Linked DNA regions of Mus musculus: regions 2, 3, 4, 5 and 6 are each linked to region 1. The links are chromatin contacts, called in public HiCAR-type, HiChIP or PLAC-seq and Micro-C maps. All regions are on one chromosome and are shown on one strand. Each heading gives the region's core, a stretch centred on a gene start, on an enhancer-like site or on the middle of the called end of the contact. The rest is flanking DNA. Distances are from core to core; before and after follow the strand shown.

Region 1 (3,456 bases), core at 403-2,902:
CTTTGCATCATTGCTCCGGTTAGACTGGTGGGTTTGGTTGTATGTTCTTCCCAATCTAGCCTCTGTGTAAATAAAATCTTACTTTTTTTTTTTTAACTAGGGGTAGAGAGTGTAACTCTTATGAGGTAGTCAGAAACTATGACATTTGGGGATGGTGATCAGGGAAGTGTAGTTCTGCCAGGATCTCCAACAGGACATTGGGTGGGAAAGGCCTCCTCTGTGGAAGGCTTTCTTGGACTGAAGGCTTCAACAGTCTATTCGTACCCGACCCTCCAAAACAGCTCTCCAGGAAATCTCTCCGGCGTCCAGCATCACCCTTCACTCTCTAACCTGGGTTGAGGAAAAACTTTTGAGGTATTTCACTCGGGAAAAGAGGAAATGCCCAGAATACAGCAGCGTGGAAGCGACTGGAGGCGAAAGTGCTCAGGGCCCCACCCCAAGATGCCCAGGAGTGGGCAGCAATTCCAGCGAATTCAGCTTAGAATTAGGGTAACCCGTTGTTGAATCTTCAGCCGGCCAAGGCAAACATTTGAAGCGCGGTAGTTTTATTGTTCTGATTTTTACTTTGCAGGGAAATCTAACACAGAGGTTTCACTGAAGTTGAAACCCAAACCTAGGCCTTGCAAGGAGGCACATCATGTCGCCTGGCTTAGGTGCTCTTCTGAGACAACTCTACCGGGCTAGGGCAATCCGGATTTCCCTTAGCCAAGGAAGAAAAGGGCAGAATGCACTAGGGCTCTTCTATGGCCTCTGGACGTGGCTCCACAGCGTCCGGACAGCTTGTGGGTGTTGGTGATCCAGACAGGGAAGGGCATAGTTACGAATCTCTCAGCGACAGTGTGGCTAGCCACTGACACAAACCAACAGTGCCAGCAAGGTGTAGCAGGCCTCTTGGGTTTGCCATTAGTGGGAAACAAACGACACCTCTGAAGGTAGCTAGCCCTAAGTCTTTCGCTCATGCCCGATCTCTTGGTTTTTCACACACACACACACACACACACACACACACACACACACACACACACACACAGAGAGAGAGAGAGAGAGAGAGAGAGGGGGGGGGGAGACAGAGAGAGAACGTGGGAATATAAGAATATAAACTAAATCGGCGACCGGGGATGGGGAGGGGGGTGTATGGTATCCCAAATCCCTGCCGCTTCTCGTTGTTCCCAGCACACACGAACCCATAGTCCTGTATTTCTCCAACAAGTTGTGGACTTGCTTCTCTTATCTGTCTACATCCCAAATTCTAGCTTTCTCGGATCTCTTCATGCCCTCTTCAGTCCGGATCTGAAGGGGGGAGGGGCGTGGGCACAAATGGGGGCAGGGCAGGCCGGACGTACGGGGCCTGAGCCTCTGCACCCCCTCTCCACCCACGGCCGCCGCCCCCGGATTATTTATCCGCAAAGTCCCGCGCGCGCCCATTGGGCCGAACCCTGAGTGTCAGCGCGAGTTCTGGCTCGCCATTGGTCTCACACACGTGCGGCCCTGACTCACGTGCTTCCGGTTTGAAGGCAAAAAGTGTGCCTGGGTGATTTTTTTTTTTTTTAAGCGAGAGAGTTTGTGCAAAGATCCGAGCTGTCAGAGATTTCAGGGGGGAAAAGGGAGCCCGGCACTGGCGGAGACGCGCTCTCCCTGCAAAAAAGCAAAGACGATTAAAGGCGCTGCCAGCCTCGCTCTCTGGGCACAGCTGAGCGTGACACTGGGGAAGTCAAACCCCTCTACTGCCTAGGAAGATGGCTAGACTTTAAAGATTATTTTTTTCCCTTTAAGGAAAAAGTCTCGGAGCTTTAAAAAAAATTCCTTTTTCTCTTTTTTTTTCTCCCCTCTTTTTTTTTTTTTCTGAGCCGTGGCTTATCCCCCCATTAAGACCAATCACTGAAATCTTGTTGCTGAAAGAAAAAAAAGAAAGAAAGAAAAAGAAAAGAAAATAATAGCCAAGTGTCTTCACTGTATCTGGATGTCTACAAATTAGAGAGAGGGAGAGAGCGAGATTTGCTCCACCAGAGCGGGCGAGAGCCAGGCCAGACGCTCGCCTTTCTTTTTTCCGCCTGCATCCGCCCTGTGCCTTCGCTGAGGCTTCGCTTTGCCTTCTTCCTCTCCGCGCACCCCCACGGGCCCGCTGGCAAAGTGGGGTGGGGAGCGAGGCGCGGGGGGCGGGGGCCGGCGCCGCGGCCAGGGCTGCCGGGCGGCCGAGCATGGAAGAACAGCAGCCGGAGCCTAAAAGTCAGCGCGACTCGGGCCTCGGCGCGGTGGCAGCGGCGGCCCCGAGCGGCCTCAGTCTGAGTCTGAGCCCAGGAGCCAGCGGCAGCAGCGGCAGCGATGGAGACAGCGTGCCGGTGTCCCCGCAGCCAGCGCCCCCGTCGCCTCCTGCGGCACCCTGTCTGCCGCCCCTGGCCCATCACCCGCACCTCCCCCCGCATCCCCCGCCCCCGCCGCCGCCGCCGCCGCCGCCACCGCAGCATCTCGCGGCGCCTGCTCACCAGCCGCAGCCCGCGGCCCAGCTGCACCGCACCACCAACTTTTTCATCGATAACATCCTAAGGCCCGATTTCGGTTGCAAAAAGGAACAGCCCCTGCCTCAGCTCCTGGTGGCTTCGGCTGCAGCCGGAGGAGGCGCAGCAGCAGGAGGAGGAAGCCGCGTGGAGCGTGACCGAGGCCAGACTGGTGCAGGTAGAGACCCCGTTCACTCTCTGGGCACACGAGCTTCGGGGGCTGCCTCGCTCTTGTGTGCTCCAGATGCGAACTGTGGCCCACCCGACGGCTCCCAGCCCGCCACCGCTGTCAGCGCCGGCGCATCCAAAGCCGGGAACCCGGCTGCTGCGGCGGCCGCGGCCGCAGCAGCGGCTGCAGCGGCAGTGGCGGCAGCGGCGGCAGCAGCCTCGAAGCCCTCGGACAGTGGCGGTGGTAGTGGAGGCAACGCGGGGAGTCCCGGGGCGCAGGGCGCCAAGTTCCCGGAACACAACCCTGCGATCCTACTCATGGGTTCGGCTAACGGTGGGCCGGTGGTCAAGACTGACTCACAGCAACCCCTAGTGTGGCCCGCCTGGGTCTACTGCACACGCTATTCGGACCGTCCGTCCTCTGGTGAGTACCCGAGCCGGGATGTGCATATGTGTCCAGGCCATGCTCTAGAATTTCAAGCCGTCACGCCCGGGAGAGTCCAGTTTGAAGCTCCATCAGCTTCACGTTTTATTTCTCTTGCCCCGGGTCCTAGTCACAACCGATCCTGTGCTCGATTCTGCCCTGCCATGTTGGCCTATTCGACCAAGGAAGTTACAGCTATTGGCACGCACAGGAGGCTCCAGTTTTTGTCCTTTGATTTTACGAACTCTGAGCCCTGAGGTCATTTTTGTATTTTATTTTATTATCTCGAAGAAAGATATCTAATTACTCATTGATCTATTTAGTAGGGAAAGGGCGCTTTGAGCTGGCGGGAAGATAGGCCTAGTTAGT
Region 2 (3,456 bases), core at 582-3,081, 480 kb after region 1:
GTCTGTTGGCACACATTTCCCACACACTCACTGAACACACATCCACACATGCTCAAGTATGTCTGCACACATATAGTTGAAAATACTGGGGCTGGAGAGATGGCTCAGTGGGAAAACTGCTCACTGTGCAAATGTGAGGACTCAAGTTCAAATCCCCAGAACCAGTGTGTGTGTGTGTGTGTGTGTGTGTGTGTGTGTGTGTGTGTGTGTGTGTCCTTATACTCTTATGAGGGAATAGAAAGCTTTCTGGACAGTTAGCCTGGTCTACTCCACAGTGAACATGAGACCTTCTCTTAAGCAAGATGGAAGGAGAAGACTGATGATAACCTAGGTTGTTAGCTGACCTCTACATGGGGTGGAGAAGTTTAAAAACCACAATAGACAACCCTCTCCAAATATTCACACACACACACACACACACATATGCTGACATGACCATGTTAGTTCTCCCACCAAAGGCATGGATTCTATCATGATTTTGTGGCATTCATATTATATTACAGCTGTATAAATCATCCTGCAGACAGTTGCACTGTTATTGAACTGACAGTTCTTAGGAGACATAACGAAAGCAATACCAGCATGTGTTTCACCACGGCCCCTTAGACACTGCACTTTACTCTTTCACAATCGGGAGAGGCAAAGTGTTGTTTGAAGTGTAACTGCAGTATGACCAGGTATGGAAATGGGAGGAACTAATACTAAGTAATGCAAGCCAGTGGATAAAAGCTGATTTGAACACTAGCAACTTCTTTATTTTTTAACCTTGATGTCTGTGTGTGATGAATTTGCGTGCGCTTTTGTGTGTGTGTGTGTGTGTGTGTGTGTGTGTGTGTGTGTGTGTGTGTGTAAGTCAGAAGACAACCTATGTCCTCCTAGTTTGAGCCAGTATCTTTTTGTGATGTCTAGCCTTGTAACATGCCAGGAAAGCCAGTCCACCAGCTTTGGGGGATTCTCTTGTCTGCCTCATGGCTGGTTATACAAATACTGTCCAGTGACTTATATGGGTCCCAGTGATCCGAACTCGGGTCCTCACACTTACACAGCAAGCACTCTACCAACTGAGCCATCTCTCCAGGCCTCTGGCAACTTCTGAAGGTGAGAGTGAAAGACAGGAGGATGTGAGGGCCCTGTTGCATCAACCTTGCCCAGTTCTGGGCATTCGTGAGTGCCTTCTAGTCTGAGGGTATTATTTGCCAACAGGCTTTCAGTGGTTCCAAACGAGCCCTGCGCTTATGGATTTTTTAGGTTGATGAAACCACACCTTGGAAAGGAAACAAGAATTTTGAAGCCATTCACCAAAGACCAAACACCCAATTTACAGACAGCCAGGGCAAGTCTTAGTGGGTTGTGTTTGCTCTTAAATAGTTGGCAGTGGAAATTACAATTTTCTTCAAAACAGCATTGAAGAAACCTTTCTGTTTCCACTTACTCCTACTCCTAAGTAGGACCTCACATACCGGCTTCTGTCCACCGTCCACCTTATACCCTAATAGGCAGACTCTTCTACCTCTGACCCCAGGAAATAGGAAGCAAGTGTAGTCTGTGTTTTGTTTTGTTTTGTTTTGTTTTGTTTTGTTCAAGGTTGCTCTCTCTCTCTCAGGCTCCAGTAACTGGTGAGAGCTATCCCTAGCCAGAGAAGTTGGAGTGGGTGGAGATTAGGAGTGGGTTGGGATGTGGGGGTGGGAATGGAGAAGCCTAGTGCTGCCTGGAATTCCAAAATGGGAAAGAGACCTCAGCTGCTTTCATATGGAAATTGGCCTGGAAGCTGACTTTGTCTCTGCACAGAACCCTAGCCAACACCAAGTTCAGTGAACCTAACACACTGTTCATTCAGCCATTGAAACCCAGCAGAGGAGCAGGCAGGGAAGGGAGGGTGGAAGGACAGAGGCTCCCCTTTCTTCTGGGCTTGGTTCCGGAGGAGGCCAAAAGAGAGTTTACCAGGGAAGCAATTTGAAGGCAAAAGTCCACTCTAAAGTGAAGGTGAGTTTGCACTGGCTGTAAGTGGAAGAAGGGGAGAAAAGAAATGGGGGTGGGGCGGGGGGTGTCCATGATCTGCAACTGACCTTGAATGGGTTAATGTGCTCAGTGTGTCCTAGAGAAGGAAGAGGCCTTGCTGGTAACCAGCTCCCGCAGAGGCACATCCCCACCCTTCAGAAGACCCTTAATGCGAACGTTAATGGTATTTCTCAGGTTTCCTCTGGACCAGTCTTTGCCGCTGCTGTGTTTGTTCCCAGCCTCACTCCGAGTCAAGGAAGCACCTGAATCCACAAGAGGCTAATGCACTTCTTAGATACTTTTTTGGGGGAGACAAGTTTCCTGTCTTTTGTCCTTGATTTATTATTGCTTTTATTTGTTCTCCTCCATTTAGTTCATTTTATTCTGATTTTAAAAGAACAGCTCGCAGGCCCTCCTATTTTCATGGAAATTGCTCAGCAATAACAATTTCAGATAGCTCGCAGAAGAATAGTCATCATGCCAGGGCCAGTTCACCCAAGATGCTTTGCAGGCATTTCACATAACAATTTACTAATTAATGGCAAATTAAATGGAATTTAGTAAGAAGAATCAGAGGTTAGAGTGCCGGTATATATTATGTATAAAAAAGGTATGCAAATATCTTCAGCCCATTTGTGGTTCATAAGTGGGAAATAATAGCTTTTCTGCTCAGAACCCTCACAGACAGGAGGGCTGTTGCATCGAGGCAGAACTTCAAATTACATATAATTCTAATTTTTTAACAGTTTCGTTGATTATACATTGTGCCTCCATTTTCCAGATACAATGAACTTAGTCTTCCTTGTTTTAATAGTTTAGAGTTATGGAAAGTCACCTATACTTTGCTGCTTATATTAACTGCATATTGAAGGCTAGAAGTCATGTTTGGGAAAGTTTTTACTATTGACCTAGTTAGCTTTGATTGTCGACTTGGCACAACCTAGGAGCCTCAGATAGGATTAGCTTATGGGAGGTCTGTGGGGAGTTTTCTTGATTGTTAATTGATTTAGGAGGGGCAAGCTCACTTTGGGCAGCACTTTTACCTGGGCTGGTGGCCTTGTGCTGGGTAAGAAGTCTAGCTAAGCATGAGCTTTCGAGCCAGCAACCAGGTTTTCCAATGGTCTCTACTTCATGTTCCTGTTTGAGCTCCTGTCCTGACTTCCCTCAGTGATGGACTATGACCTAGAAATATAAACTCAATGAATCCTTTCTTCTCCTAAGTTACTTTTAGTCAGAGTGTTTTACCACAGTGACATAATAAAACCAGAACGATCACTGATTCCAATCTCCTACAGTAGATCCAGTACATACTGGAAAACTACAGGCTTTCTGCTTTTGTAAATAAAGCTTTATTGGAATACAACTACATGCATTTATTTGTAGCTTGCTCAGGGCTGCTTTTGAATCACTAATGCCACGTATATTTGAAGCACATAATGACTGCAACATTTCTAATCT
Region 3 (3,456 bases), core at 553-3,052, 480 kb before region 1:
AGTAAAGTACGAGGGTGTGAGTTTGACTCCCGGAACCCATGTGGGAGGGAAACAAATATAAGGCCACGCAGCAGCCTGTGCTTATAACAGTGCTGGAGAGGCAGAGACAGGCTGGCCCATCAACCTACAATACTTGGCAAAAAAGAAAAATCTGCCCAAGATTTTTGGATAGGGAGAAAAGTCACCTGGATAGGGCAGACTTGGGCCAGCAGCACTTCTGCCTTGCCCCAGGGTACCAGATATGATGTATCTGCTCATCTATTCGGCTTGGGAAAGAGGCCAAGCACTCCATGACCCTGTTCATCTGATGGAAACGGGAGGCTCGAGAAAGCGACTGCTGAGCAACAAGGCTGGAGCCTTTGCTGCCTTCAGAGTAGATGCTGAGATAATCAGTAAAGTCCTTGTAAACCCACACTGACTCTGCTCCCAGAGTCACTAAGAGTTTAGGGAGATGGTCTTTGCAGGTGACAATCTCTCAGCTTAAGGTCTCCATACCAATGTTCTGTCATCACAGCCTGCCTCTGGCAGTCGGAAGGCGAAGTTCTCAGACTCCCGGGCTGCCGAGCCAACTTGGCCCGCTCTGATGAGAAGCTGGGCATACCTGTATTTACATCGCCCACAGTAGCTTGTTTGAAGTGACTGTAGATGAACAGCATCTCTTCATCAGTTGGCTGAGTCTTGAGGCGCTTCACCTCCTCAGCGGCTTTGTCAAATTCAGCCTAAGAGTGAGGGAGAGGGAGAGGAACGAGATGTAGGTTGCCTGAGTGGGAGAGGCCCAGGGATGCCTCCCATATTCCCTCTTCTTGCCAGGATTCCCTAAGGCCCACCTGTCCACTCAAGCAGTTACAGCACTGTGTCAAGTGCTGGGAATAGTTTTGGCTCACAGTGGAAGTGCACGCCCTTGAAAATTTTCTTGCCCAACTAACTGCCTGGGCCACCACTGGCCCAGATCCAACAATTGCTGGGGTTCCAGTAAAGCCCGACCTATGATCAGCGGAGATTGACTGGGCAGTAAGGGGAAACGTGGTGTGATCAAAACAGTCGATCAGAGTTCAGGAGAGGAATGCGGTGGAATCCAGTGTCTGGAGCCAGCTGGTCCCTTCCTACAGGGGCCTGGAGTTCAGCGTTGACCTCTGTCCCAGTGCCCAGATTAGGGAGAGGCAAGTGGGAGGAGTCAGAGATCGCCCTACAGGGCTCAGTCCTCGGTAGTGGTCTCCACTGGAGGGAAGGAAAAGGCTTCTGGACCACCTCACCTACTCACATCTCTTCTGTACAGGGGCAGGCCAGGCACAAGACTAAATACCTTCCCCGACCTCCAGGCTCTTCAGCCAGGGCCTGTATGAGTGCCCCTCTATTCCATTCGGTTCTTCCCAGTGTGGGATTCAATCTTCCCTGTCCTTCCTTCCCTCTTACGCCCCATCTTTCTTTCGAGGACCCTGTTCCTGCTTCACCCAGGAGTTCAGCCCACCGGCAACTCTCTGGCAGTTCCGGCGTGGGTGGCAGTTTTACATATCTGCAAGGGAAAAAGTTCCGCTCCCCAGGCTATGAGCTGGGCTCGGATCCCAGAAGAGCTGCGGGATATCTGAGGAAATAGACCCGGCTGTCCCCAAACCCACAGCATCTTCGCAGCCCGGCGGGGCACACGCAGTACCTGAGACATACTGGTGAGGTGATACGGATGCCGAAAGCGCGGGAGCAAGCTCAGAAGCAGCAGCAATCAAGTCACAGAGCGCACCAGCTAGCGCCTTTAAAAGCACAACCCCGGCGTTCCAACTGAGCTCGGGCGAGCGGCAGCAGCCAATCAGAAGTCGGATCTGCTTTCGGGGGCGTGTCCATCCTAGCGGAGCGCTCCAACCCTTCCCGGACCCAAGAGGGAGTTTATTGCGCACGCGCGGGGAGGAGCCGCGGGGCACGTTGGGAGCAGGTGGGACGCGTTTCGTTTTTTTTTTTTTTTCCGTGGGGGAAGGGACGGACGGGACATTCTCCGTCAGGGCAGTTGGGCAGGAGCTAGCAGGCACTGAGAACGCGTGAAATGGGGTGCTGCGGGAGGAGAGCAGAAATCAGTATGATTCTTTCCCTTTAACTCTCATGCGGATTGGAAAGAGGCCGGAAGTTGCATCGCTGGTTGAGTAAATTATCCGACTAGAAAATGGGATGCCCCGACCCCTTTCGGAAAATCCAGGGAAGAATCCCCGGTGCACAGCGCAATGGTGGCCCGCTGGACCAAGTCCATATCTAGGCCTTTTCTTCTGAACTTCTGGCATATTCTTTGACATTGCCCATACTTGTCGGTCCTGCACCCCTAACGCAGTCTTGTGTTCCATCAGTGCTTTATAAAGGCGGAGACAATGTGATATAACAAACTTGCACAAGAAGAGGTGCCCATCGAGCCTTGGTTAAGTGAATAACTTTTCAAATGGTTTTTAAACACGTGACCTGATGCTTGCCGACTCCTAGACCTTGGACACGCAGCAGAGGACAAACAGACGAATCTTTGCTACTTTGCAGCGTCTTATAGTGGGTTCATAGTTGATTTAGTTTAAAAAGTAAAGAGTTGGAAGTTATAACTGATGTGTGTGGAGAGGGGTTGGGGAGAAGATGCTGTTTGAGCGAGTCCTGCAAGTCGGAAGGAGCATTCTAGCAGAAGCAGGAGTAAGCAGGAGTTACTGTGGACACTGAGGTCTTTGAATTCTTAGTCTCATTAGTGAAATAATTTAAAACTGATTCGGAAGGAAGCTTGAGGACAATTATATTAAAAGTTTGAGGTAAAAAACCCACAGGACAGACAAGCTGAAAATGTTGACATCCACTGGGGAGAGGAGACTGGGGAAAAGTTTTGCCTTTTTTTTTTTTTTTTTTTTTTTTGGTTTTTCAAGACAGGGGTTCTCTGTATAGCTCTGGCTGGTCTCGAACTCAGAAATCCGCCTGCCTCTGCCTAAGTTATGCCTTTTAAGCTAGACACGGAGGTCAGAGAAATTGAGAAAACCCAGAGTGTTAGGGAGAACATGCTTAGGAGTGCACAGCAGGTTCAGAGGGTTGAGTTTAGACGGCATTCAAATCCAAGAATATGTGTCCCGGGACAAAAGACTACAGCGGGGCAATGAGGAAGTACAACTAAGTAAAACACGACAGAGCTGCAGAAGTAAGAACGAAGTAAGCTGAATAGGTGATGGCAGAGGTTGTTCATTTTGGGCATGCAGGCAGTCATTCTGATGGAGTCATGGGGTGGGGAGGGGACTTTTCAACAGAGGTGATGGTGCTATAGGGGCCTTGGCTCCATGGGAGAAGGAGGAAGGGCGACAGCACAAGTGGGCGGGAGGATTTAGAGGGCTGAAAGAACTTTCTGGCAATGGATACAAAGGTGAAAGAGAGGGGTGATAGAAAATTCTCTGGAGGTCATTACAAAAGGGAGATAGTCTCTTCTCACTTCCTAATGTGTGGCCAGAGGCCTGGGCC
Region 4 (3,456 bases), core at 468-2,967, 410 kb after region 1:
ATAGCTCCCCCATTTCAGTAATGAAACACTGGTGCAGAGTTGATTTCTTCTGGAAGGAGACATTATGAGCAGAGAAATGTACCCTGACTGGTGTGGTGTCTGCAGAAGGTTGGATATGATTCAGTGGTCATGTTTTCAGAACGCTCCATCAATGACAGTTGGAAACATATGTTTTTTATAAATTTCTCATTCCCAAACAAAGACTGACAGTAAAGCCCAGGGCTTTGATATTTGTATAAGTTGTTAAGTGGTTCACTGGGGAAAGTACATTTCAATTAGCATGTCACTGCTAATCATGGCGGCTTCCAGAGAGACATTCTGATTAAGGTGGTTGTTGAACAATACATCAAAAGTTGGGGCTTACTAAAAAGCTGTTCCCTTCAAGGTTGCTCATGTCACCTGATGCCTGGCTGAATTTCCTGAGCTTTTATTTAAAATCAAATGAGACATTCAAAATCCCGCTTTAAACTGAATCAATTCAAAAAAACTCCTTCCACTTTAGTACCATAAATATTAGCCAAACCACTGGTAGGTGGAGCATACAGGACCAAGTGAGGTAAAGGGAGGCTATGATGAAAGACTAGGATGGTCTCAGCTTCTCTAGGGCCATCATCTGAAGTGGTCCATGATGTAAAAGATGTTGGTTATCAATTTATGTGGGCAAACACATGTACAATAATGTATACATGCATGTCTAAGTCAGATGTGTTGCCTTTCAGGTGTTTTCCTCAGTAGGTTTCCACCCTAGTTTTTGAGATGGGGTCTCTCGATAAACCTGAGTTTACTGATTTGTCTCAACTTGCCAGTTAGCAAGTCGTTCGAGTCCTCCTATCTATGTGCCAGATCTGGGTTGACAAACGTGCAGCCATGCCAGGCTTTTTAACATGGGTCCTGGCCCTTAAACTCAGGTCATCCTGTTTAGATGGCAAGCATTTAGTGACTGAGCCATTTCCCTAGCCCCCTACTATTTTCAAGCTATTTCTGATTGTGAGCTTTTGCAGAGGGTGGAGAAGTCATGATCTATGATCAAAACAAAGTGAAATAAACTTTTATTCTGCTGTGGACAAGGAAACTGCAACTCTACATGCTTCAAGCAAGAGGTTTTCTTCCTCAGAACTTCATCCCACTCATACTTTAGGCTGAGATTATGTTCATAAGCTGTAGATAAATTTACAATTCCTCACTCAACAGTCAGTCTTGCTGTGAGCTTTATGTACACGTGCAGGCACACACACACACACACACACACACACACACACACACACACACACACATTTTTTTCCTCTTTTATGTACTCTGCTGCCGCCGTTAGGACATTAAACGTTAGGAAGTTTTCTGCTGTGTTCTTTTTTCTTTTGTGTCCCTGTATCTTGTTAGCTCATACGGATGTCCTTAAGATTGACGGTACAATTTTGTGCAATTCAATCCAGGGGAACATTCCAATCTCTCCCAGCCTGAAAAGTCCGGGAAAGACAAGAACACCAAATTTGTTCCCCTTATCTACCCAATTTAGTAGCTATTTGTCACCGTCAATTAGTCAAGGGTGAAATAATTACCCGTGGCTTGAGTGAGAGAAGTGAAGTCTGATTGGCAGCAAGAGAAAAGAATAATCAGATCGTATGAGAAGGAAATATGAGATGAGTGGGTGGCGTGGTTGGAAGACCCAGGGCAGGCCTTCACCCAGAATACCTCTGAGTCACGGCTGCTGGTCTGCCCTTTGTGACTCATTCCTTCAGATGAGCCTGGCTTTCTTCCTGGAGCTATTTTTAAAGCATCTCAGGACCCAGACAGGTTAACAAAAATTCAGTCACTACACAGTATGTCTTCTTTTCATTTTAATTCTTATTTTATTTATTATTTGTGTGTGTGTGTGTGTGTGTGTGTGTGTGTGCGCACGCGCTTGCGCGTGCATGCACACAATGAGTGAGTGTGTATGTCTGTGAGTGTGGGTATTCATCTGCCATGGCATGTGTGTGGTCATTAGAAGATACTGCAGAACTTTAGGATGGTTCTCTCCACTCAGATCAAGAAAACACTTTAGAAGTATTCTGAGTGGCTTATCTCTGGTCTAGCCAAATTGACAAGCAAAATTAAGCATTATACAAGGTAAATATATATGTATATACACACATATATACACATATATGTATATATGTTTACATATATACACATATACACATATATACATATATATACGTGTATATATATATATACATATATATATATATATCATAGTAAGCACATCATTTGCACTCAGTGTAAAGGATTTTTTTTTTTTTGGCCTGGTCCTACCCCACTGTCAGTGAGGCTGCAGAGTCTTTCACTGGTGGGCTGGCTCTCGGTCCTCACAATCTTCCCAGTTCTTCTGAGGACCACTTTTAGCTTTACAAAGACAACCTGGTTCCTTGGGTTTATGACCTGTACCTTATTTCTCTCCCTGTCATTACAGGCATCTCATGTGTCCAAGCCCATCCAGCTCTTTCTGCTACTTGTCCTCATTATCTAGTCAAGAGCACATTTTTTTCTTTTACCTTTATAACCTCCATTTCACTTGACTTAACCCCCAAATTTACATATCATCAATGAAGGAGAGCAAGAGAGAGGAAAGCTGTACAGCAGAGAATAATATTACAAGACCAAGAAAGGAACTTTGGAACAGATGTGATGTCTCAGTGCTTAAGTGTGCCTTCTATGTAATCTTGAGGACTGGAGTTTGAACAGAAACACTCATGTGACAAGAAGGGTGTCCTGAAGACACTCTTTCCACATCAGAGACACATGTGCAAATAATCACACAAACACGTGTACATAGATAAAATAAATCTTTCCTTTTTATAAAAGAAATAAACAAACATTTACTGTGCTAAGATATCTCCCTAGTTTCATTTCTGTTGCCACAACAAAATGTCCTGATAAAAAACAACTTGCAGTAGAGAAGTGTTTATTCAGTTCACAGTTTATGGTAACCATCCATGCTGGCACAAGGACGTGCCCATGGCAGGAGCATGAAGCTGCCAGTTGAGTCCAAATGAATGGGTGCATGATTCTTTACTTGGTTCATTTCATGGTCCTTATATAATTCTGGACCCCTGCCTAAGAAGTAGTGTCACCCACAGTGGACTGAGTCTCTCCTTATTAATTACCATAATAAGACAGCATTCCCAAGACTTACCCACAGCCTAACCCATAGTAGACAATTCCTCATTGAGAGGCTTCCCAGGAGATTCTGGGCGGTGCCAGATTGACAAATACATCTACCTTCATCAAGACTAGACACTAAGATTTGAGAAATGGGTAAGAAGCATAGTGCTCACACTTTCCCACTGCTGCCCTGCTAGGAGTCTTGAATGGTTTCTTCTGAAGGCTTGATGCCCTAGTGAAGAAGAAAGCTAGGGTAGTGAGGAGGGAGTGGGGTTGGGGAGCACCTCATAGTAGTGGGGGTAAGGGGAGATGGGA
Region 5 (3,456 bases), core at 405-2,904, 360 kb after region 1:
CAGGGCCCCCAGCTGCAGGCCAGGAAGACCTGGCAGGCCCCCATAGCCTTAGGCATCAACCATGTTGGTTCCACAGATAAAACCTGCTCTTGACAGTCTGTGAAGTGGGCTGGTGGACCAGTGACAATCATGCATATTGCCTCCTTTTCCCTCCAAGAAACAGTCAATAACCTGAGATGGGGTTAGTCCATGTACACAGACTCAAGTGTCAAAACAATTGGCCACATTGGGCTGGAAAAAGGGCTCCGTCCTGGACCCTAAGGAAGAACTTGCTGTACCAACATGAAGACCTGATCATTCCCCAGTATTCATGTGAAAGGCCAAGCACTTTGGTGCATACCTTCAGTCCCAGTGCTGGGAAGGTCGAAGCAGAAGGATTCCTGAAAGTCCTTGGCTAGACAGCTTAATCTAATGGGCAATCTCATGTCCTAATGAGAGAGGATATTTCAGAAAACAAGTAGGATGGCTGGTGAGAGACAACACCCAAGGTTGATCTTGGGTTCTCACAGGCATACGTGTGCACCATGTGCACATGAACCCAAATACACACTGACACACACACACACACACACACACACACACGCATCCATAGGGTGTATAAACTCCAAATAAACAGAGATAAATTTGCCTCTCCTATTCTCTGGTTTACTTATTTTTGTTCATAAAACATGGGGTCACAGATTTTTCTTGTTCGTGGATAAAAGACATAAATATATTCACTAAAATTATAGTGAGTCTTGGGCCTAGAGAGATGGCTCAGTGGTTAAGACCAGTGGCTGCTCTTCCAGAGGACCTGAGTCCAATTCACATGGTAGCCCACAACCTTTTATAACTCCACTCCAGGCTATCTGATACTCTCTTCTGGCTTTCATGGGCACCAGTCACACACATGTGGTACACGGACATACATGCAGACAAAAAAGCAATGAGCATAGAATAAAAGAAAAAGAAAAACTTTTAAATTATAGTGAGTCTTGTCATCTATTAACTAAAGCAGTTTTTGGAAGGAGTTGTCTATAGCAAAGTGTGTTTATCTAGCTGGACGGCATGTTGATTCCTTAAGCCTCTAATCACCTCACTGCCTGGTTCCTGTGTGTGCATATGCATGTGTACATGAGTATGTGTGTCCCAAAGCAGGGGTCAATTTCCGTTGTCTTGCTTTGTTATTTTTCATCTTATTCTTTGGTACAGAGTCTTTCATTAAAACTAAGTCATAAAGACTAACTGTGGAATGGTCCTGGAATCGTCCTATCTCTGCCTACTCAGTGCTAGGATTACAGGTGGGCACTGCTGTGCCAGACTTTTAAAAAAATATTTATTTATTTATTTATTTATTTATTTATTTATTTTACACGAGCTAGGGTTCTGAGCCCATGCCCTCATGCCTGCACAGGAGGCATTTTACCCACCAAGTCATCTCCTCAGGCCCCTAGCTACTTATTGATTGGATATATGTTTAATACCGCTTAAGACAAAACAATATAAAGTGAGTACTCATGGGATTTCTGATGGACAGCGAAGTTCTTATGAGAAAGTTAAGGTGAGGGATGGTGAAAACTACATCCCAGACTCGCCCCACATTCTCCTTTCTTCTCAGCCAGTCCTGACTCTGAAAAGTGATGTCAGCGGTCAGATATCACGTGCAGCAACCCCGCCTCTCCCAGACCCCCCTCCCAGGGCTCTGCCTGAGGAGGTTTCTCTCCCTAGCCTCCCTCTAACGTTACAGCACAGCGTGTTACACGGGATGTTTACAGTCCGTGACTTAGTAAACATCTTTCTTCCATGCGTGGGCAAATCAGAACTTTGGCTGCAATCAATTTACAGAAGCAAGTTCTATCACATTTCAGCGCAAAACTAAAAGAGCTTCCGGAGTAGCCGTTCCATATTTATCCCGAGCTGGCCCTTTATTAAATCACTGGCGAAAAACACGGAGATTCGCCTCAGCTGTAGTTTCATCATCTAACAACAGCAGAGGCATTTATCTTATGAAATTGCGGGAGCCGAGCCCTGTGCAGACTGATGGCTCGGAGGGGCTCCTTGCATTAGTATCCCGGCCTCTCGCCTAAGGTGTTTAGGACGCGTACCGCTGTTAATAGCTTGTGCTGTTCATTTTTTACAGAATTTGTGGTTTAAGCAGTACGCTTAGAATATCGAAACTGTTTTTCCCTCCTTTTAACAAATGGTGCCCAACTGTTCAACGTGAAATATGAAAAGTGCTTAGTTGCACATATTTTTCTTTTTCTTTTTCTTCTTTCTCTCTTTCCTCACCTTCTTCAGAGTCCTCGGCTCTTTCCTCAGAATGTTACTGAGGCTGGCTCATTGCCACCAACTATTTTCTTCATTAAGTCAAACCTAATAAGCTAACTGCATTTGGAAAAATGAGGAGGAAGACTGAGCATCGGTTTCCCTTGGGGTGTGGCTTGGTAAAAAAGAAAGAGAAGAAGACACATAGACTTCAGCTGCGTATTGTTTTGACAGGCTTGGGGCCTAATCAGTACTCAGGCTAGGGATGTGGCCTATTTAAACTTCCTAAATAAAGCCTCAAGGAAAGATACCCCCACTGCTATGCTCACTGGTAGCAAATGGGTCATTTTGTCCTTGATATAAAAACTAGTGTAATTCGATTTGTTATTAAGACAAACAACAGACAACACCCTTAACTCTACAGCGTTGCTTTTATGGGAGGCAGTATGCAAGGGTCTTTAAAAACAAAGTTGAGCAGGCTGGAGAAATTGCTCAGTGGTGGAGAATATGTAGTGCTTATACAGAGGTCCTGAGTTTGGCTCCCAGACCCACACTGTGACTCATCACTGCCTACAGCTCCAGCCACATGGAATCTGGTGCCCTATTCTAAACTCCTTGAACACCGTGAACACAGGTATAACCCCCTCACACACACACACACACACATGAACACTTGTGTACCCACCCACAGACACATCCATACATTATTACAAATAAAATAAATCTTTTTTAAAAACTCAAAATCAAAGCAGTGCTTAAATTGGAAATTCTACCTACAAGGGAACTGCCTGGAAGTTAACTCCATTGAACAATGCCAGGTAGGAAGTGTCCTATGATAACTGGGTCAACAGGCAAGGTGGGAGATTTCTTTAAGAAAAAATATTTGTAAGTTATGGCTCCAAAATTATTAATTGGAGGAAATGAGGTGCCTCAAAAAGTAAATTGTGCCCAGTGTATTTATGGAGCAGAAGCAGTGAGAAATTTCATAGTATTGCTGGCAAACCAGCCAGGGGCCAGGGAAGACTTATCCACACATGGGAAGGAGAGATTATTTTCCCCAGTTCAAAAACATTTCTAACCTTCTTCCTCGTCTCCAGATTTGGGAAGAAGAGAGAACCTGAAGGAAAAGATTGTGCATATTTTTATTCTGCCTAGATGCAATGGAAAGGCTCGAAGAGAAAAATAGCTTTCTTTATTCTATCAAAGCCTCCA
Region 6 (3,456 bases), core at 556-3,055, 260 kb before region 1:
GGGAAGAGAACTCACAAAGCAACCACACAGCCGTTCTTAGCAGGAATATTGTGGAGACCTGTGCTGTGGTGGGACCAGCAAGTGGCCAGCGGTGGGAGCAGAAGCAACCACAGTGAAAAGTGAGACTCCACTGAGCATGGCATCTGATAAACAACCACTCTCTTTAGAGCACAAGCCCCGCCCCGGAAGGTGGCCCAGAAACCAGAGGTGTGGGGTCACTCACTTGTGTAGGTGATAGACAGCACCAGGACATCCAGCCTACCCAGACCAGGGGCTCTTCCCCTCTGAGGTAGGTGCCTTCCCAGCTCCCCGGGGGAGCAGGGGCCCAGTGTGTGTGGCTCTGTTTCCTCTTTAGTAGCAGTAGAAGGACATAGATGATTCTCCTTTAATTGTGCCCCAGCTGGAGGAGGGGTGCAAATGCATTTGGATGCAGGGAGAGGGAGCTGGGGTGTTCCTGGAGAGGAACTCACTCACCAGCCTGGAGCAGGGCTCCCTGTGCCTTCAGTGTGAATGGTGAAGGTAAGGGAGGAGAATTTACTAAAACACGTTGTTTTAAAATGCTATAATGACATCTAATATTTTGTATGATGTTTACGAAAGAAACTAAATTTAAAGAAGAAAATAAGTAACAACAGGAAGGGGGAAGAGATTGAGACCCTGAGGAGGAGGAGGAGGAGGAGAAGGAATCTGCCTTTAAGAAATTAGAGTTGAGGCAGGGGAGAGAGGGCTTGAGTTAAGAGTACTGGCTGCTCTTCCTAGAGGACCTAGATGCAATTCTCAGCACCCACATAGCAGCTCACAAATGTCTGAAACTCCAATTCTTGGGAATCTGACACGATCACACATGCAGGCAAAATACCAATGTACATGAATTAAAAAAAAAAAAAACAACCTTTAAAAGAAACAAGGGTTCAGTACCACTACTGACATCTTGTTTCCCCAGAGGCCTTACTTTAATTATTTATTGTTTCCACTTAGTTGCTCAATTAATTAATTTAGAGGTTTTTTTCTTCCTTTCTTTTTCTTTTTTCTTTCTCTCTTTTTTTTCTTCTTAAGACAGGGTTTCTCTGTGTAGCTCAGGCTATCCTGGAACTCACTCTGTAGACCAGGCTGGCCTTGTACTCAAAGATCTGCCTGCCTCTGCCTCCCCAGTGCTGGGATTAAAGACATGCACCATCACTGCCCTGCTTTCCTCTTTTTATTTTGAAAATTGTTCATCAACAGTTACTAAACGTGTTCGAATTCCAAGAGCTGACTAGACATATAAGACCATTCAGCCTTCTGAATAAGATGTAGGTGTGCCCCTCCTCTTACTCCTCTATTTGGAAGTTGGTTACTTTCTGTATGTAGTATGCGAATCCCCCTCTGCCACCCCGCTTTCTGTTTTAAAACAGAAAAGGCTGCAACATACAGTGTGTGCTTCTGTTCTTGAACTGGAAGCTTAGGCTGTCCTGGACTTGGGTTGAGACCTGGGCTCATCCAGATAGGAAATGGATTTGGTGACCCCGCCAGGACTTCGCAGGCACCACATCGTGGTCGTGTGTGGGTGCTGTATGCACCCACTGATTGCGCGCGTGGGTTCCAGAGCTTGGTGGTCTGCGAGAGGAGAGTGGGCAAGAGTGGGTGTGTCTGTGGAGCCCCAGCTAGGGGCTGCTGCCCGCTGCTCCCACTTGTGGCTCCTGGGCGCCGCCAGCAGGCACATCTCCGGAGGACGCCGCGGGATGGGAGCTGATGACAGGAGAGCGCCGTCTCCCGAGTGATGGCAGCGCACGCTGCTGCCTCGCCGCCTCCGCCGCTCAGTCCTGATCTTACGTTAGGGTAGCTGGGTACCCCCTCCGCCCGGGAACCAGCTAGTAGAGGGAGAACAGAGCAGAGCGTGCGGCAGAGCCGATCCCGCGTCCCGCCGAACCCTGCCAAGCCCCGCCAATCCCAGCAGAGCAGGAACCAGCGCAGCTGAGCCAACACCGGACGCCGCACTGAGACCCAGCATTCCCCAGCCGCCACTACCCGGTCCCCGCCGGGGTGCCGGGCTCGTCCTGTGAGCCCCTCGTCATGCGTGTCGGGCTCTTCGACTCTCCAGATCAGTTCCAGAGCGGTGGCCTCAGGAGCCCAGGTCCGGATACCTCTCGTTGAAATAGTTGGGTGGCTAAGAGAGGGGTCTCCACGTCGGGGACGCGGAGGGGACCTGCGGAGTTGGCGTCCGAACGCATAGAGCGGGGCCACCCGGCGCCGCTCCACCATTACCTCCCCAGGCGGCAAGGAGGAGCTGGTGGCGGTCGCCTCCCGGCTGTGGCAGCGGCGGCGGCGCGCCTGCTTGGCGGCCGTCGGCGTGCTCTTGGCCATGGCACTGGGGCTGCTGATCGCGGTGCCTCTGCTGCTGCAGGCGGCGCCCCCCGGAGCGGCTCACTACGAGATGCTGGGCACCTGCCGCATGATCTGTGACCCATACAGCGTCGCTCCCGCAGGGGGACCCGCGGGCGCCAAGGCTCCACCGCCGGGACCCAGTACCGCTGCCCTGGAAGTTATGCAGGACCTCAGCGCCAACCCCCCGCCTCCGTTTATCCAGGGACCAAAGGGTGATCCGGGGCGACCAGGCAAGCCAGGGCCTCGGGGTCCTCCTGGAGAGCCAGGGCCTCCTGGGCCCAGGGGTCCCCCGGGAGAGAAAGGAGACTCGGGGAGGCCAGGGCTACCCGGACTGCAGTTGACAACCAGCGCGGCCGGTGGCGTTGGAGTGGTGAGTGGCGGAACCGGGGGCGGTGGCGACACGGAGGGAGAAGTGACCAGTGCGCTGAGCGCCGCCTTCAGCGGTCCCAAGATCGCCTTCTACGTGGGACTCAAGAGCCCCCACGAAGGCTACGAGGTGCTCAAGTTCGACGACGTGGTCACCAATCTTGGCAATCACTACGACCCCACTACAGGCAAGTTCAGCTGCCAGGTGCGGGGCATCTACTTCTTCACGTACCACATTCTCATGCGTGGCGGCGACGGAACCAGCATGTGGGCGGATCTCTGCAAGAACGGGCAGGTCAGTGACTTTCTCCCACACACCCCTCCCTACCTTTCCCGGCCCAACAGAGTCCGCAGACCGTTCATTACAGGCGCCCGGAACCCCAGGGAACTATATACTGTTTCCTGCCACTCTCCAGCGCCCCAGCAAACTCTGGGGTCGGGTGGGCGCTGGACCACATGCATCGCCCAGCTTCCCTGCGTACTATGCTGTCCTTTGCATAAATGTACTGGGCGTTTGAGACTGGACCCCGGGTGCACAGTGACCCTGGCACCTAAATAGGTCTCCAGTCCCCAATCGATTGAGTCATGGCCTGAAGTGGCTGGGCTCCTAGAAAAACCCAGTTGTCTTTATCACTGTGATTGCACGTGGGCCATCCCTTTCCCTCCAGTTTATTCATCTTGGCCTTGACCCCCTAGGACCTTTACATACTGGGCAAGTAAACCCCC

Evidence for each region. A called contact is a pair of places that touch in the nucleus more often than the background predicts. HiCAR-type assays count read pairs that join an accessible place to other places. HiChIP or PLAC-seq counts read pairs in DNA pulled down with a chosen protein or histone mark.
Region 2: an H3K4me3 HiChIP or PLAC-seq map of neural progenitor cells shows a contact between it and region 1, with 29 read pairs. The contact joins the promoter of Celrr here to the promoter of En1 in region 1. A contact is called at or near these places in 13 of 39 promoter capture datasets (the C10 cell line, cranial neural crest, embryonic stem cells and 7 more), 1 of 15 datasets of contacts at CTCF or cohesin (the NIH/3T3 cell line), 7 of 484 Hi-C or Micro-C datasets (embryonic stem cells, muscle stem cells, neural progenitor cells and 1 more), 23 of 115 datasets of contacts at active chromatin or transcription factors (craniofacial prominence, embryonic basal ganglia, embryonic brain and 14 more) and 3 of 9 other capture datasets (adipose tissue, embryonic stem cells and pancreatic islet).
Region 3: a contact with region 1 is called in a Micro-C map of embryonic stem cells, with 5 times the contacts expected there. The contact joins the promoter of Dbi here to the promoter of En1 in region 1. A contact is called at or near these places in 2 of 39 promoter capture datasets (hippocampal neurons and pre-B cells), 2 of 484 Hi-C or Micro-C datasets (embryonic stem cells and stem cell-derived neurons) and 2 of 115 datasets of contacts at active chromatin or transcription factors (large pre-B cells and pancreatic cancer cells).
Region 4: an H3K27ac HiChIP or PLAC-seq map of the NIH/3T3 cell line shows a contact between it and region 1, with 6 times the contacts expected there. The contact joins the enhancer-like site here to the promoter of En1 in region 1. A contact is called at or near these places in 10 of 39 promoter capture datasets (the 3T3-L1 cell line, 3T3-L1-derived adipocytes, cranial neural crest and 5 more), 9 of 484 Hi-C or Micro-C datasets (the C2C12 cell line, adipose-derived mesenchymal stem cells, cortical neurons and 3 more), 10 of 115 datasets of contacts at active chromatin or transcription factors (the NIH/3T3 cell line, embryonic basal ganglia, embryonic forebrain and 7 more) and 1 of 9 other capture datasets (adipose tissue).
Region 5: a contact with region 1 is called in a HiCAR-type map of fibro-adipogenic progenitors, with 6 times the contacts expected there. The contact joins the enhancer-like site here to the promoter of En1 in region 1. A contact is called at or near these places in 9 of 39 promoter capture datasets (the 3T3-L1 cell line, 3T3-L1-derived adipocytes, the HPC-7 cell line and 5 more), 7 of 484 Hi-C or Micro-C datasets (the 3T3-L1 cell line, the C2C12 cell line, adipose-derived mesenchymal stem cells and 3 more), 6 of 115 datasets of contacts at active chromatin or transcription factors (craniofacial prominence, embryonic hindbrain, embryonic midbrain and 3 more) and 2 of 9 other capture datasets (embryonic stem cells and liver).
Region 6: a contact with region 1 is called in a Micro-C map of embryonic stem cells, with 5 times the contacts expected there. The contact joins the promoter of C1ql2 here to the promoter of En1 in region 1. A contact is called at or near these places in 5 of 39 promoter capture datasets (the HPC-7 cell line, embryonic stem cells and stem cell-derived epiblast-like cells), 31 of 484 Hi-C or Micro-C datasets (differentiating embryonic stem cells, embryonic ectoderm, embryonic stem cells and 2 more), 6 of 115 datasets of contacts at active chromatin or transcription factors (all in embryonic stem cells) and 1 of 9 other capture datasets (embryonic stem cells).

What each region holds. Positions count from the first base shown.
Region 1 is chr1:120,600,835-120,604,290 of GRCm38.p6, forward strand. En1 (engrailed 1) reads left to right here and starts at 1,653. Exons shown (of 2, transcript NM_010133.2): 1 at 1,653-3,087. The coding sequence starts at 2,199.
Region 2 is chr1:121,085,574-121,089,029 of GRCm38.p6, forward strand. Celrr (cerebellum expressed regulatory RNA) reads left to right here and starts at 1,832. Exons shown (of 3, transcript NR_110450.1): 1 at 1,832-1,983.
Region 3 is chr1:120,119,294-120,122,749 of GRCm38.p6, forward strand. It overlaps Dbi (diazepam binding inhibitor), which reads right to left and starts at 1,803. Exons shown (of 4, transcript NM_007830.4): 1 at 1,652-1,803; 2 at 602-719. The coding sequence starts at 1,660. 3110009E18Rik (RIKEN cDNA 3110009E18 gene) reads left to right here and starts at 1,894. Exons shown (of 6, transcript NM_028439.2): 1 at 1,894-1,924.
Region 4 is chr1:121,012,609-121,016,064 of GRCm38.p6, forward strand. No RefSeq gene overlaps it. Among named protein-coding and RNA genes, the nearest start is that of Gm34698, 21 kb to the left of the region's middle. Within about 2 kb of position 1,718, at least 49 of the 459 cell types and tissues checked have an H3K27ac peak or open chromatin away from gene starts, as enhancers often do. A contact at or near this core is called in the C2C12 cell line, the NIH/3T3 cell line, muscle stem cells and 1 more, where this site is marked.
Region 5 is chr1:120,962,332-120,965,787 of GRCm38.p6, forward strand. No RefSeq gene overlaps it. Among named protein-coding and RNA genes, the nearest start is that of Gm34641, 6.4 kb to the left of the region's middle. Within about 2 kb of position 1,655, at least 41 of the 459 cell types and tissues checked have an H3K27ac peak or open chromatin away from gene starts, as enhancers often do. A contact at or near this core is called in craniofacial prominence, fibro-adipogenic progenitors, muscle stem cells and 1 more, where this site is marked.
Region 6 is chr1:120,338,777-120,342,232 of GRCm38.p6, forward strand. C1ql2 (complement component 1, q subcomponent-like 2) reads left to right here and starts at 1,806. Exons shown (of 2, transcript NM_207233.1): 1 at 1,806-3,025. The coding sequence starts at 2,342.